Regions from separate parts of the Hordeum vulgare genome. Here region 1 is linked to region 2. The links are chromatin contacts, called in public Hi-C maps. All regions are on one chromosome and are shown on one strand. Each heading gives the region's core, a stretch centred on a gene start, on an enhancer-like site or on the middle of the called end of the contact. The rest is flanking DNA. Distances are from core to core; before and after follow the strand shown. Region 1 holds the start of LOC123427490 (probable serine/threonine-protein kinase PBL7). Region 2 holds the start of LOC123427475 (thioredoxin-like 2, chloroplastic).

Region 1 (5,373 bases), core at 975-3,474, 680 kb after region 2:
TTATATGCCTCACAAACTCCTGGTGACGGGCTGCGGATTTCCGAAGCCAGCCGGACGTCCGGCCCTCGGACATCCACAGGGAGCCAGATGTCCGAGGCAATTGGACATGTATTGAATTAAAGACAGAGTGGATAGTATGTGGTGTTTGGTATGATAGTAGAGATGTGGTATGAGCAAGTTTATCGCAAAACCTGTGATCCCCTCTTAATAGTGCGGGACCCCTATACTCAATATGAGTAAACTCAAAAGACTACTCTACATCATCTCTTCTTAGTCCCGAGCCTTCTCGAAATATAAATCACCAATCTTTTTAGACAACCTTCGGCACATAAATATCAATCTACTTAAAGTACTTGCCATCCTGAGATACACTCAACAAATATGATTAGTTTCCTATGTATGTGTTGTCATTAACACCAAAAGACGATTAGGGGCATAGCATGCACTTTCAGGAGTGGCATGTCATCTTGAATCCTACATGATTGTATGAGTGTTTGATTGTGTGTAGGAAAAACTAGGATCCTTTCAGAGATGTTTGAGTGGATGAAAAAATTCCTATGAAATCGAGCGCAGATGAATCCTATGAAAAAATTCCTATGATTTACAATCCTATGAATCAAACAACCCACATAGGAAAACATCCTAAGGATCATAATCCTTTAAAGTTCCTTTGAGAATCCTTTGAATCAAAGAAACCTTTAGAGGACAAGCCTTGTCCTTCGTTACTGTTTGAAGAAAAGAAGACATTCCTCTTAAGGCCTCCTTTGGTTTGTACGATTTTGTAGGAATTATAGATGACAAGATTTTCAAAGTATAATTTTGTTTGGAGCCTTTTGGTTTGTATAAATGGATTCCTATTTTTATGTAGGATAAGAACCAACCATTCACATTTTAAAGGAAAAAAACCAACTAATAAGTGCCATACGTGTGGCATGAAGCAAGATGGTCCACACGCCTTTATAAACATCCATCTTGCCACATCAAATAGATAACATCAACGGAATCTTTTTAGTTTCTCGGACTTAAAAATGTTTTAGCTCTTAAATGATAAATCCAATTTGAATCAATTTTCATCATTAAATCCATCTCGACGAGATCTTCAAAACTAGTTCTCATATTGATATGTTTCAACGATATTTTTGGGCAAAAAGTTGCCATGATGTTTACACTGAATTTGCCATAGCGTTTACACTAAAGTTGCCATGACATGTTTCATCTAGTTTCTTCTTCTAGATTTTAAGCTACCATTGTATTTCAACTACTTTTTACGACCATTTTTATTAATTGACCATGAATTTTTTTATTAATTAACCACGACAAATTTAATTCATGAATCATGACAATTTTTAGTAATTCATCATGGCAAATTTAGTTTATAGATCATGGCAATTTTAGTATTTTGACTATGTCAATTATAGTATTTTAGTCATGAAAATTATTTTTTGCATGGACCATGAATTTTTTAATGCATATATCATGACAAATTTAAGAAATTCACCATGACAATTTTATTTTATGGTTCATGATAAATTTGAATCATTGACCATGCATTTTTAAAATAATTGATGACAAATTTCTTTTGAATTATGAACCATGTCAAAATTATTTCATGGATCATGACAAATTTTAGTAATTCATCATGACAAGTTTTGTTTCTTAATTCCCTTTTCTATGATATGTCAACTTTTTTTACTTTGAATGTAGAAGAAAAGTAGTTGAAACATATCATGGCAACTTTAGTGTAAACATCATGCAATTTATGTACAATACATACTACAACTTTTATTCAAAAAAATCATCAAAACATATTGATATGAGATCTAGTTTCGAAGATCTTGTCGTGACGGATTTAATAAAAACGAATTTTCAATCAGATTTTTCATTTAAGAGATAAACCATTTTAAAAAACTAGAAAACCCCAAAAAATTCTCACATACATGTATGCGGTGACGTGGCAATCTGTTGATGCAGAAACGTTCGACCGTTCCTCTTTAGCCCACACCTTTAGCCCACACGTGTGCATTTATCAGGGTCAAAAAATATATTATAGAAATTAAGATGCATGGCATGTCACTTCCTATGATTTTATTATTTTTTGACACTCCTCCATTTTCCCTCTTAGGAGCTCTCCCTCACTGACTATGTGGTCCCACCACTTCCCACCGTGTGAAACCTCGGTGTCCGCGCATAAAGAAAAGGAGAGCTTCCGCCACCACGCAGCTCCACTCCACTGTCTCCATTCCGCTCCGCCACTCCCACCCCCCCCCCCCCCCCCCCAAAACCCTCGCCGGCCTCCCCAAATCACACTCCCCTTCTCCCCAAACCCTCAGACCTAGGGTTCCTTCTGGCGAGCCCCCGCGCTAATGTCGAGCGGCGGCGACGATTACAAGCGCGAGGAGTCGGTGGCGCTCATTGTCATCGTCTCCCTCGCTGCGCTCTCGCTCCTCTCTCTCATCGCCGCCTTTGCCTACTACTGCTACATCACCCGCAAGGTCTCCCGCCGCCTCAACTCGCACCCACTCCCCAAGCGCTCCTCCTCGCCTCCCCCACTGCCCCTGCCGGCTGCCGTGATCCCGCCGCAGGGGAAGGAGAGCCCGTCCAGCAACTCCGCCAGCGACGGGGCCGCGGCTGGGGCGCTGGTGGTCGGCATCGACAGGGGCGTGCAGGTGTTTGGCTACAGGCAACTGCACGCGGCGACGGGCGGCTTCGGCCGGGCGCATATGGTGGGGCAGGGGAGCTTCGGGGCCGTCTACCGCGGGCTGCTCCCCGATGGGAGGAAGGTCGCGGTCAAGCTCATGGACCGCCCCGGGAAGCAGGGCGAGGAGGAGTTTGAGATGGAGGTGAGCTGGTCTGGGCCGTGACGTTGTAGTGGTACGAATTGTGCATTTCGAGTACATAATGCTAATGGTAAATGCTGGTTCTTCAAGTGGCCATTCTACCACGGCCAAGTTTGTCCCGTTTGAATGGAGAAATCACGGTGTTTGCTGAGCGGAAATGGGGTCGCTGTGGGGTTTGTTTTGGCTTGCCCTTTGTGAAAAGAAAAATTGTGAATCATATGGTGGTGAAGGACAGATGTTTTTTAGTTCAGCTAGATTGTTAGGAGATTTTGGGTGTCATTTTTCTGGATGCTTTCAGGCTTTCAGCTATTTGTTGGTTTCTTAGTTGTCTTGGCTTCAAACCAGATTTTGTTTATTGAATCAAACCAAATATATGAGGAGCTTAGTCACGAAGGCTTGAATGTTTGTAGTCTTGACTATATGGCAGGTTGTAATATTCTGAATTTTAGCTAGGGGTTGGTGCTATTTGGCTTACTAAATCCTTATCAACTAATTAGGTGTGTGGCTGGTAAATTTAGAAATTTGTTGATGTTTATTCGGATGTGATCTTTATGTAGGTTGAGCTGTTGAGTCGGCTTCGATCATCTTATTTGTTGGGCTTGATTGGCCATTGCTCAGAGGGTGGACACCGCCTACTGGTGTATGAGTTCATGGCCAATGGGTGTCTCCAGGAGCATCTTTACCCAAATGGAGGTATGACCATCTTTATTACATCAAATATATATGTGCTTGTCCATTTGATGTGCACAGATCATGAAAGGTGTTTGACTTTGTTACTTAAGTCCCACAACATTGAAACATCAGAACATGTATCTTATTTGGGCGGGATCTATATCCCTAGTGTTAGTTTGCATTTTTTTTCCCAGAGCACACATGAGAATTGTGTGTCAATTCATTAAGAGAGAAAAGAGAGTTTAGCTGTTACAACCTGGGTGCCCGTGGGCGAGCCCGGCACCCACAACCTGGGTGCTATTTAGAGAAAAATATATTTAATGCAGTTTGCTGATGTGGTAGTCAACAGGTTTGGATAAGTTGTCCAGGTTGTTCGCCACATGGCATCTGAGTCAGCATGAAACCACCTGAGTCGGGACCGATGTTGTAGAGTTGATGGATTTCATCGTTAGGGATTAAAAATAAACGATATAGGAGTTTAGGGTTGTAAAGTGAGCTTTGGTAAGGGTTGATTGTTGTAAAGTACTCCCTCCGATCCTTGTTAGTCTGCATATAAGTTTTGTTCGAAGTCAAAGTATTGTTACTTTGACCAAATTTATAGAAAAAAGTATCAACATTCACAATACCAAATCAATATTGTTAGATTCATTATGAAATGTAGTTTCATAGTATATATATTTTGTACTGCACATGTTGATAGTTTTTAATATACATTTGGTCAAGGTTTGTAAAGTTTGATTTGAGATAAATCTAATATGCGGAGTAAAAAGGACCGGAGGGAGTAGAATTTTTTCTATTTATTGAGGTTATGGTAATGCTCAATTGCTTTTTCAGTATCATTGTTATCGTTTGATGTTTGAATGTGTGGTAGAGATCATGGAAAGCATTTTTCACATAGTGCTAATGCAGGATAACTTGTTTACAGCTCCATTGAGGCTTTGTGAGGAATAACGTTGGTACATTATTGGGGCTATTTGGTTTTCAGGAACACCAATCCATCATCGCGTTAGTTGGTCTATCATGGTTGATCCCTCAAAATTGGTGGCATGGCCCAATCCCACATTTATAACTAAAGCTATGTAGTTAGATGTGGTACTGGATGGACCAACCATTCCATTCCTCAAACCAAACAAGGGGCTAGGATTTTTTTTAGAAGACTATGGAAGTGTTTATTAGCCCTGGCCTCATCATAGATGCATACAGCCAAACTTATTACGAAGTTTATTACATCATCAAGAAAAATGATCTCAACCAAAAAGGAAGAGACCAAAAGATCCAGATAATAACTCACCAAGCAAGACTACTCTATAAACTAAGAAATCTGATACTGACACGTCACCCAAATCGGGGCATAAATTCCATGGTAATCCACTTGTGGCAAAAGCTGCTAACAGCATGCCATGCAACACTAGCCAACGCACAATCAAAGAAAAGGCGTTGGATAGTTTCTTGTTCATAGCAAAAGGTACATCCTGTGTCACCCTGCTACTCACACTTTATTAGATTATCCTTAGTAAGGACTACGCCTATTTGAGACACACTTTAATTTTAAGAGTCAGTTTGAGACGCCATAACCGTTTTGACCTAAATCTGACTCGCTTATCCATTGAAGCCGAATACATGGAGTACACAGAAAACATCCTGTGGTATGAAAAGTCTTGTCCATGAGTTAATTGAGGCCCTACTACTTTGAGGATGATCTCATTCCAATCATTTAAATGTTGTCCAAAGTGCTTGTCGAAAATCAACCAAAGTATGCTCCACCCCGAAAACAGCGGCTACTGTGGCATCCTTATGATAGACAATATTAAATAAACTTGGGCACATAGCTGATAAGTGCATGTCCCCGATCCATTTATCTCCC
Region 2 (4,936 bases), core at 765-3,264:
TCATGAACCAAATTTAAAATTGAACGCCTCACTTGGATGAGAGAGCTCCTTGAAAAATTATTGACCAAGTCAAAAATCATTGACCAGTCAAAATCATGAACCAAATTAAAAATCGAACATCTCACTTGGACGAGAGAGCTCCTTGAAAATTTATTGACCAAGTTAAAATTGGGAATCCAATCAAAACCATTGTCCTCAACTGAATGAGAGGCACCCCTTAGGGAGCGTAGTGATATAGTAGATATCTCTTTGTGAGACTAGGTTTGGTCATGCATAGGTACTAGGGTTATGTAACAAAGAGAATACATGAGTTATGATCATGGTATCCATGGTGCTAATGTCTTCTGAATAAGAGAGATAATATGTCGTATGTGTGTGTCTATGCATAAAAATTTAAGGAGAGAGGGGAGAAAAATGACGACGAAAGAGAAAAAGTTATTCATTCTACATGCAAGCCTTATATTTTGGAACAAGATTTCAAAAACTATAATCCTTACATTCTGAAACGAGAGAATACTGCTTTAGATCTAGCATCCTAGTCTTGTAAAGATTGTCAATACCAATCTACCAATTATAAAATGGAAAGGAACATGTTTCCCTGTTTCTGTACAGGGTCATTGGTAACTTGGGAACAAGATCAAGAAACAAACAGACTACAGTACTACACAAGCAACATACCTTCTAAATGATCCAGAAAACTATGTAACGTTAACGTCATAACTACACATGTGAGAAACAAAATTTGCAATAACAGGCAATCAAGCCATGAGAAAATCAAATGGCACATAGGTGCATACATATCAGTACAAATTAATGGTAATTACCCTTGGGAAGAGTGCCCGGCAAGAACCACACCAAGTTCCATAAAACTCTACAATAACAAGCCTGTCGCCTGCATCCCTTAGTGCATCCAAAAACTCCTGTGTGGAGTGTATGTCAAACATATTTGCACCAGCATTCTTTTCCCACCATTTTGGCTGTTCACCAGTCTCTGAACGTACTGCGGCATGGGCCTGGCACGAGAACAATGGAAAGTCCAAAGAGATCAAACACTCCAAGCACTCAGCTGCATAAATTAAGCAGTAACCCTATCCATGCCCCAAGCATGTCAATACAAGAAGCCTTTCTAGTTTCAGCACATCATAAATAACTTCAACCAAGGATGAAGTAACATAGTTTGAAGTACATTCACAACATCCAATATGGGCACATACAATTCTAGGGGAGAGGTAAGGTGATGTTGATTCTAAATGTGATTCATATGGCCCAATCAAGAAAATAGTGGCGTAAATGCCACCGGTTAAACTCATTCCAACATCACAAATTAATCTATGGCATGTAGGTGCATCTGTTTTGCTTAAATAATAACAAAATCCTCCGCGTGAATCAGCAAACTAATCAGGATACTCTATCTACTGTATCCAGAACGAAACCACAATTAAACGATCAGAAGACTTCTGCAACCCCACGTTCCCAAACCTCCAAACCCTACATGAGACTCAAACTTGCCCCATCACAACAGCGCGAAAACCCAAGGACGCATAAATCCTCTCTGAGGAAACAACAGGAGAAAAAGAGCGCGCGCGTACCATGAGCCGGCGTGGCCGCCCAGGCGGGGCGGCAGCCGCCAAGCGCGTGACCCGCGGGTCGGCGCGCGGGGCGGGTGAGAGGACCCCGTGGGAGGACGGCGACGACGAGGCGGAGGTGGAAGCGCCGAAGCGGCGGGGGAGGTGGTGGAGGAGGGCCTCGGCCATGTGCTCTGCGTCGCTGCGGGACGGGGCCAACGACTCCGGCGAGCCCGCTTAGACCGGCGCCGCAACCACCGAACTATTTGGTGTCGGAGCCGGGAGCATCCGAGGAGGCGTCACTGCAAGTTGACTGTATGCGGCACAGGCACTAGTCGGCTCCTGCCGTGTCCACCGGCCACCGCCTCCTTCCTTGGCTGCGGTGGAGGGAGGAGGGCGGGTCAGAGATTGTGGCCGTGTGGTGGAGATGGTAGCGGCTGGCTCTTTCGCGTGGATGGGGAGCTGAATGCCACACTGCCACTAATGAGTGGGGCCCGGGTGACAGACAGTAGCTTGTCCCATTCGAAATTTAGAATTTGAAAACGGCCTTGCTCGACGAAGATCTGGGTTCCAGCTGAGCATCCTGAACCGTTAGATGTAAAACGTGTGGTGCGTACAGATTGACGTGGAATTCCACACACTTTGATGTTACATTTTGCACTTACGCCCTGAACATAATCCACTTTAAAGAAACCCCCTCTAGCACTAACTTCTGTTCGCACACAAACAAATCACCGTGTACCTCGACGTTGGGGTGATAAACTGCAACTCAAGTCAAAGGAGATATACACCGAAAAACCATACAAGAAAAACCATACAACTCCATACAAGAAAGGGACTCCAAATCTCGTCCAAATCCTTCCAAAATGAACCGAACTTAGATTTAGATATATCTGAGACTCACTTTGTGCATTTTAAAATCGCACCTAAAAACATACCGAAATAAATCAAAGAAACCCAATTTTATAAATTTATGGTTATGGTTTCGATGTGGTATGAACTTTTTATACCGTTTTAAACTTTGGTTTTTATGATATACACCGAAAAACCGAATAGTTAACTGAATAAATTGAAATAAAAATATATTTATGTATCTTAAGGCGAACAACCATATAACTAGTCATTTTTTGTACAAGAGCCGGATTTCATATTAAGCACATCCATTTTTCTTGTAACCTAGTCACATTTATCTTTAAAAGAATACTAAGTATGTCCATAACCATCGAATCCATGCATGCATATACACTTGCATATAGTTATGTGCTCTTTGTGTAAAAAGGTATATGTTTTGAGTTATAAATTTGTAAATTATTATATGCCATTTTCAAATTTGCGTCAACTCTGGCTTTTATGGTATATACCAGAACCATACCAAAGTAATTGGGTATATACTGAAATTGAACCATATATTAATTTGATACCATACAAACGAAAAAACGTATAAACTGGACCATATAAACCGAACGCACAGTGATATGAGAGAACAGTACAGTTTTTGGCTTCTAGAGGCGAAATACCAACTTGGATGAAGATCCAAAATTTAACCATTTTGATGAAAAGAACTTTTGTGTTGAACTTTTTTTTTATTTGAGGTCATCTTGAAAGGGGTCTCGGATGTTTTTCTAAGGTCTGCATCAAGAAAATGGTCCCGATGTCCGAACACATAATTGCTCGGATCATATGGGTCTCATCCCAGATCATTCGGCTTTGTCCTCAACATTATATTGTCTTCCAGTATGATATCCCGGACGTTCATCCGGTCGTCAGTCGGACGATCCGGCTCCCCGCCCGGACGATCCGGCAATGTACTGCAGCAGTGCATAGTTTGGGCTCTAACTTTTGCACACGACTTTGGATTAAGACGATTTGTATAAAAAACCGTTCATTTTGACGAGATGAACAACTTCTATTTAGAACACTTTTCCACCCGAGGCCGTCTTAATTATGTTTCATGCCATTTGATAATGTGGCGTTAACACGAGCATTTCTGAAAAATATCTTAAATTTTGCATCTGATCTCCGTTTTGGACCATCTTCGTATCCACCTTGATCTTGTCAAAGAGATCCATCCAATAGTGACTTTCAATCATAAGTTTCAAGTAATCTTGACATAAATTAATCTACTTCTATGATTGTGCCACTTTTGAGCATCAACATGTGCCCCATGTTTTTCGGTAAAGCTAGCATATGCCAAAAAATAAATTGTATTTTGTTTGCTATAAGGATGATGTCAACACTCCATTGTCCATTTATATGCTTATGGAGATAGTTATATATCGACCATCTATACTCTTAGGACGATAATCATGTATTAGCCATTTGGACTAGCAACAAAAAATGTAGCTAACCAACGTATGATGATGTGGTATTACCTTTTCTTGATGCAAGAAATTATATTGCATCCATGGACCGAAATAAGACCATGGAGGGTAACCAATCATAAATAAAGATAAATTCGATGGCATCGACATCAATGGCATAACAGAAGAATGTGGATAATGTTTGGACCAAAGATTTTGATGTGCAAACCTTCGGCTTGGTTGTTCATAATTTTCACTCTTTTCCTTCTTCACCTTGGTCACACTTTTTGTAATGAAAGCTTGCGCATTATTCTTGTTTAGAGTACTTCCTTTGGGAACCCATGCCATGTTCCTTCTTTGAAGTTCTTTTGCACTTAGTTTTTGCAACTTCTTCTTTTTCCAATACGGTAAGCCGAGTGGGAACCCCAGTTATGATTTTGTTTGGAGCAATGGCAATTCTTGTTTTACCTTCTGCACTCTCAACTTCTTCTCTTCAAATTTCGCACTTGATCGACTTGCCTCATTGCCTTTAGTAGCCAATGCCAACAATTTAATTGCATATTTTTCATTTGAAATCAAATATGAAGTGTCACTCTTACGTCCATCTCTTCTAAAGCGGTAAACTTGCTTGACCACCTTGATGACCCACAAGTATAGGGGATCAATCATAGTCTTTTCGGTAAGTAAGAGTGTCGAATCCAATGAGGGGTAGAAGGAATCAATAAGCAATTTTTAGCAAGGTATTATGTGCAAGTGATGTAAAGTAGTTGTGATAGATAGTTTGATAGCAAGATAATTTGTAACAAGTAACAAGTAATAAGAAACAGAAGTGACAAGGTACAAAAAGGTGGCATGATAGGTGAATTTTGCATCATGATTTTTCATTGATATTTATATTGTTCTTGTTCCACTTTATGATACAATTCTTATGCATTTTCTCTCTTAATTTACTAGGTTCATCACAAAGAGGGAAATTGTCGGAAACCAGAATTTTGGACCTCGAAACCAATAAAAAGGTTGAAAATTCTCTGGACTCCAAATGACCTAAAACTTCACGAGGATTTTTTGTGA

The links. A called contact is a pair of places that touch in the nucleus more often than the background predicts.
Region 1: a contact with region 2 is called in a Hi-C map of leaf, with 4 times the contacts expected there. The contact joins the promoter of LOC123427490 here to the promoter of LOC123427475 in region 2. A contact is called at or near these places in 2 of 6 Hi-C or Micro-C datasets (leaf and seedling).

Annotation. Positions count from the first base shown.
Region 1 is chr1H:149,741,441-149,746,813 of MorexV3_pseudomolecules_assembly, forward strand. LOC123427490 (probable serine/threonine-protein kinase PBL7) reads left to right here and starts at 2,225. Exons shown (of 5, transcript XM_045111565.1): 1 at 2,225-2,840; 2 at 3,395-3,530. The coding sequence starts at 2,364.
Region 2 is chr1H:149,062,507-149,067,442 of MorexV3_pseudomolecules_assembly, forward strand. LOC123427475 (thioredoxin-like 2, chloroplastic) reads right to left here and starts at 2,015. Exons shown (of 4, transcript XM_045111532.1): 1 at 1,590-2,015; 2 at 825-1,013. The coding sequence starts at 1,754.